2 separate regions of the Cricetulus griseus genome follow, and region 1 is linked to region 2. Evidence: chromatin contacts called from public Micro-C data. All regions are on one chromosome and are shown on one strand. Each heading gives the region's core, a stretch centred on a gene start, on an enhancer-like site or on the middle of the called end of the contact. The rest is flanking DNA. Distances are from core to core; before and after follow the strand shown.

Evidence for each region. Hi-C and Micro-C count contacts between places; a contact is called where the count stands out from the background.
Region 1: a contact with region 2 is called in a Micro-C map of the CHO-K1 cell line, with 4 times the contacts expected there. The contact joins the enhancer-like site here to the promoter of Myh9 in region 2. A contact is called at or near these places in 3 of 8 Hi-C or Micro-C datasets (the CHO-K1 cell line, fibroblasts and liver).

The regions. Positions count from the first base shown.
Region 1 is chr2:375,010,382-375,013,620 of CriGri-PICRH-1.0, reverse strand. No RefSeq gene overlaps it. Among named protein-coding and RNA genes, the nearest start is that of Txn2, 17 kb to the left of the region's middle. Within about 2 kb of position 1,865, at least 1 of the 6 cell types and tissues checked has open chromatin away from gene starts, as enhancers often do. A contact at or near this core is called in the CHO-K1 cell line, where this site is marked.
Region 2 is chr2:374,946,216-374,949,225 of CriGri-PICRH-1.0, reverse strand. Myh9 (myosin-9) reads left to right here and starts at 1,336. Exons shown (of 41, transcript XM_027403917.2): 1 at 1,336-1,526. It also overlaps the pseudogene LOC113831436.

The DNA of each region.
Region 1 (3,239 bases), core at 616-3,115, 64 kb before region 2:
GCCACCACTGCCTGGCATTAGGGTCTTATTCTATAGCCCAAACTGACCTGGAACTCAAGAGCACCCTTCTTGCCCCAGCCTCCTAAGTGTGGGAATAATAAACATGTACCATCATGTTTAATGTTACTAAAGGCCTTTTATTGCCAGGCCACAGGCTGCCATCTTAAGTGTGGGGCTGCCTGCAGGCATTCTGCTGAGGCTGGCCTGGAGGCAGGAAGCAGACATGGAAGCAAGCACCTTAGCTCCTACAGCCCTCACCCAAAGCCTTGCAGGCAGGCAAGAGCCTCCTTAGTCACAGGAGACTGAGCACAGAGGGACATCAGTGGACACTGAGACTGCATTCCACAGAGAAGGCCGGCCACCGGGAGCCTTGGCATTTAGCATAGGCATCTGGGATGACTGTGGGGAGGTCCCAAACAGATTCCTTTTACTGCATTGCTGTAAATGAGAGCCAGGGCCTCACACATGCTAGGCTCGTGCTCTACCATTGAGCCACATTCGCAGTATGTGAGTTCTAATGGTCAGCCCAGAAAGGAAACTGGTCATGCTAGCTAGAAGCTTACATTCCACATACCCCAGAGAAGGCTGCATGTCATCTCTGAGCTGATGTTGGGGCACATGGTGGTGGGAACTCAGTTACCATCCAGCCTCCCCACTAAGAGCATAGGGAAGGGTAGGCTAGGACTGAATCCTGGCTGCCTGACTTCTGCCAACCCTAAAACAGTGCTTTTTCCCTTAACTGTACCGAGGTGAGTGTGGAGGTCACTGTGTCTCCATGGAGGTGGCCTCCAGGCCCAGAACCTGGAAAGTGAATAAGATGTTGACAGTGTCGCCACAGTTGCTCTTACCAGAAGTCTCTGCCTGGCCAGGGAAGCAAGTCCTGCTCACCCTCATACAATGGCTACTCAGCTTTTCCAGAAAGTGAAGACAATCTGGCCAGGCTTTGGAAATTCCTGACCTGTGGGCCCTTGGCAGGCAGGGTCCAGAGAACAATGTCAGGGCCATGTCCTCATTGGGCAGGATGCCAGGCAGCAAGCAAGGCTTCCAGGCATTCTGCTGTGGTTCCTCACCAATGCCTAGAACACAGGCTACAAGTCTAATCCCGAGCCCCAGTCCCACGAGCCAGGAGCTGAAGGCCAGAGTCTATGGTTGACCAGAAAGTCTAGGCTGATGGTTGTTCCAGGTAGTGTCACCTCCTGGCAGGTGGCAGGAAGAATTGGGTCTGGGTTCAAATCCTTCCATTGTACCTGTGTAGTGGAACAGCCTTACACCAGTCAGTTTCCCATTAGCTGATCAGTTTGCATCCAAAAAAATGGGAGTGATGATGATGACCCACACTCCCTGAGTGATATGGCCAGTATCGTCTTACCCAGTCCTCACAATAACCTTCAGTGACCGGGACTATTGTTATTGTCATTTTACACACAAAGTAAACTGAGGATCCCAGAGGGTAGCATGACACAAGTAAACGCCAGAGCTGGGATGAGCACTCTCGGATGGCAGATTCCAAAGTCTGTGTCTTATCTGCCAGCCAGATTGCTTTCCCTCTGGGGCTGTTTTCACCATGTTGTACCCCAAATGCACCTCCCACCCCCTGAAATTGGGGCTGTAGCAGTGCTGATTGAGGTCCTGGGTAGGATTAGGGGGCATAGCAGATTTAAACACTCATCACTCAGTGAGAATTTAAGAAGTGTTAGGTAAACTTTCCCCTCCCTGGCTCTCAATGATCTAACCTGCTTCCCTCCTAGACCAGGCAGATGGGGCTTCCATTGGGCCTTGTGTCCGCCCTGACCTATGACCTCTGACACTGCCTCCTCCTGCTCTGCACTCAGCAGCCCTGGAGAGTCAGAGGTGACCTCACCGCTGGAGAATGCTCAGTGGAATTCTCCCAGAGCCCTCAACTTGACACACCCCCTGCCAATTCTACTGCCTCTGTTGGCACCCAGTGGGAGCTTCTCTTAGGAGCCAGGACACCCTAGCTTCACAGCTGCTGGTTACTGCCTGGGGGTGTGTCAGAACCCTACCTGCAGCCAGCCCGCCGGGTAAACACGAGTGGCAAATGAATGTCTTCCCTGACCCACTGCCTTCCTCAGCCTCCTGTGGGTCCCTTGGTGCCCAAAACCTCTAGCCCTCCCCTATGATCTTACCACATCCACCTGAACTCAAAACTGCTGCTCCTATTTCATACACAAGGAGACCTTAACCCAGGAAGGTGATGTGGTATGTGAGCAACTCCTGGGCTTCCTGCTACAAATTACAAAACATACTCCCTCCAGGCAGTGGTAGTGCACACCTTTTCCCTAGCACTCGGAAAGCAGAGGCAAGCAGATCTCTTCGAGTTTGAGGCCAGCCTGGACTACAGAGTGAGTTCCAGGACAGCCATAGCTTATACAGAGAAACCCTGTGTAGAAAAAAATGGAGGGGGAGAGAGAGAGAGAGAGAGAGAGAGAGAGAGAGAGAGAGAGAGAGAGAGAAAGAGTGCTCCTAGGAGGGATGGGAGTTGAGTGGACCCTCCCCAAGAAGGTAGGGTTGATTGTTTCTGAGGTCTCTGTCCTTAGCCTGTTATATAACTGCCTTTTTTTGTTTTTGTTTTTGTTTTGTTGTTTTTTCAAGACAGGGTTTTTCTGTGTAATAGTCCTGGCTGTTCCTGGAACTAACTCTGTAGACCAGGCTGACCTGGGACTCACAGAGATCCATCCACCTGCTGGGATTAAAGGCGTGTGGCACCACCGCCGGCTCTATGTCTGCCTTCTTGCTATGCCCCCATGTAGATTTTTTTCACACACCTCTACTGCTTCCTTGTATATCCATTTCTTCTATTTTTGTGTTTTATTTGTTTTTTTTTTGGGGGGGGGTCGGTTTGTTTTGACTTTTGTTTTGAAACAGAAGAGTCTGACTTTGTGACTGTCCTGGAACTTGGCTTTGTAACAAGTCAGCAGGTCTTGAACTCACAGAGATTCTCCTACCTTCACCTTCACCTCCCGAGTGCTGGAGTTAAAGGCATTCATAACCATGCTCAGATTACTTTCTTCCCTCCTTTCTTCCTTCCTTTCTTCCTTATTTCTCTCTTGATTTATTTACTCTCTCTCTCTCTCTCTCTCTCTCTCTCTCTCTCTCTCTGTGCGCGCGTGCTTGGACCTATGCATGTGTAGAGGTGAGAAGAGGACACCAACTATCCTCCTCTATCAGCAAGCCCTAGTGATTGATCTCCCCGACTCTCCCTGCCCAAAGCTGAGGTT
Region 2 (3,010 bases), core at 87-2,586:
CTCCTGAGTGCTGAGATTAAAGGCGGCACCACCAATGCCTGGCTATTTTTTTTAAAAGTAATTATTGGCTGTTTATTTCACACATTTGAACTGCTTGTCTGTGTAGTTCAAGCTGGTCTTGAATTGTCTTCATCCTACCTCATTCTCTTGAGTTCTGGTGTGCCACCCACTAATCCTGGCTGTTTTCAGCCATTTTCCTTTTGGAGCATTTGGATTTTGCTTATCAACTAGGAAGCAATCTTTAATGCGTGTTGGTAATAATAATTTATCATCTGGGCTGCAATTTTTTTTAAAGCTGTCTTTTGTCTTTAGAATGTAAGTTTCCCCTGAAGTTCATTTGGAAAGATTGTTTTAGCTGTGTTAGCAAGAACAGTTCAACAGTTAAGAGCAATGACGAGAAATTTGCTCTCTCAACGTGATTAAAAGCTATCCCCACTGACTGAGGAGGTACTGCAGGATCGACCATACGGATCAATGAACACAACTCGAAAACGGATATGGTGATAGTGGTACCTACAATCGGGGCTGAAAATAATGTGCGGATAGATTGTTGATGGATTAAATGAGACGTGCGGAAAAAAAAATCCTCTCATGGTTAGTAACTAAAATCAATGCAATATACCCTTAAAATAACTTAGCGACAAATATCTCAGAGGATGTGTCGGAGTTAATTACTCAGAGGTAAAGCGCGGCTCAGATCGCATTCCAAGCAGCGGGACCCGCCAAAGCAAAGGTTCAGAGGTTGGAGGACTGCCGTGAGCAGGCTCCAAAATCGAACTCAGGACGCCCACACGGAATGCAGGGTTGAAGCCATACCCGCCCCCACAGCCATCATAATTATGTAAAATACCACTTTTCCCATATATGGTACTTAATATCTGTTCTCCTGGTAGGACAGGACGAAGGGAAAACACGGCTGGCGGGGCGGAGTGTCAGAGCCTCAGACCTTCCCAGCACGCTCCTGCCCGCCTCGGCCCGGCCCAAGCTGCGCATCCGAGCCGGGACCGGGAACCCAGCGCGCCGGAGCCATCCACTTTTGATTGGATGTAGTTCACGTCAATCCTCGTCCTGTAACCTGGCTGTCCATTGGATCCGCCCCACGAGGCGGGGCTCCCGCCTAGGAAGCGCGAGGAAGGTGGGGTGGGCGGAGGTGGGGAGGATGAATCCCTCTATGCTGGCATTCGTCCCTTATCTGCTTATAGGCCGAAAATCTGTCAGTTTAGGCCAGGCTCCTGCCGGATTCGCCGGTGTGGAGAGGGGGCGGGCGCTCCCGGGAGCTCCGCCCCCGACCCGGCGGCAGCGCTTCAGACCCGCCCTCTTCTGGAAGGGCGGGGCGGGCGGCGTTCAGAAGAGCTGGGTGCGGTGAGGCGCGCAGATCACCGCGGTTCCTGGGCAGGGCACGGAAGGCTCAAGAACTTGACCTGCTGTAGCTTGAGTCTCGCTTTCGCCCCACCCCGCCGCCCGAGCGCTCGAGAAAGTCCTCTCGCAAGAACCAGCGTCTGTTCCCCGGGCAGACCCAGGTTCAGGTGAGCAAGCCCTGCCGGTGTGTCCCGCCCTGGAGCTGCCGAGCGCGCGCGCGTGGCGACTATACGCTGGGCGTTTGGAGCCGGCGGCCCTGTGGTTCTCGGCCTTCTCGTAGCCGGCTCTGGCGCGGTCGGGCGTGAACGCCTGGGACCGGGCTCCGCATCCTCACCCGAGGGGCGCTAGGCAGCAAGGCCTCGGGGTTAGGGAGCCAGGGGGGACACAGTCCCCGCCCCGCCGGGAGCCTTCCCGGTTGGGGTACTGGGAACTCGGCCTGCTTCTGCCCCCTGTGCGCTCCCGCCTACCCGACTGGCGGTTCGGGCAAACTTTTTAACCCCTTCGGGGAAGCCGCAATCCCGGGGCTGCGGACGGAGCCCACGGGGATGAGGGTGCAGGTTCAGGGCAGCGGCTCCTCGTAAGTTTTGCAAAGGGAGGTAACGAGCAGCCAGGGACCGTTTGGCAGCTGTCAGGGCGTCCTTGTGAGTCAGGATCCGTCAGTCCCGCCGCAGACATAGCGCCCGGCTCCGTTTCCGCCCTATGCAACGGACTTCCTCATTCGCCTGGCAGTCCTGAGGACCGGAGGGGGCGGGGAGGGGTGCTCTGGGTGCGTGGGAAAAGGGGAGCCGGCTGCCGCGGGACCCAGGGCGCCGGAAAGACCCCCGTCTGTCCTCTAACGAATTTGGGATTTTGTTGCCCGAAGGTAAAAGGCCTGGGTCTGCCCTCAGCCGTCGGGCGGCCCAGGCGTGCACCTGATTCCACTGCACCCAGAGATGCCACGCCCGGACCAGTGTCTGGGAGCTGGCCCTGACTTTAGGACCAGGCCGGGCTACTGCATCTTTTATGTTAGGGTTAGAGGTGGAGTTTTGAAGCTATCCCCCACTTCCCTGTGCTAGGGTCCTCACCCCATCCTGTCCTGGAGCCACGCCCAGGGCATAACTGCACGCCGCTCCTCTTGGTCCTCATCCCTCACAGGCAACGGAGTCTGAACCCTCCAGGACTTGCTTGCGGCCAGTAGTGAAATTGAGGGTAGGGTGGGCCCGGGCGGGTGCCTGAGGCCCCACCCATTGGTGTTAGGGAAAAGGTTTCTGGAAAGTACCAGGTGTTGGAGACCCGGAGGCTACTTCTGCTGGGCAGTAGAGAGGTCCAGTGGCTTCTCGTTCTCTGAGCGGTTTTTCTGGATTTAGCAAGATTTCAAAGTAACCGTTGCTTGCTCCCTTCGGCAGCACCCATACTAAAACGATACACAGATTCATGGCTCCTGCACAAGGATGACACGCAAATTCGTTTAGCATCCCATAGTTTTAGTCAAAGTAGACTGGCGTGCCCAAGCCATCTCTGGGTAAGTGACTCTCAAGCAGGACTAGGAGGTCTCCTCGCCTAATTGGCTCCCTGATCTGCTGTGTCCCTGCCAGCTTCAGGACCTCCACCTGAACTTCTCAAGCAGCTCCACCCTGGAGCCCCTCCCAAGTCTTGAACCAAGTTAAAATAA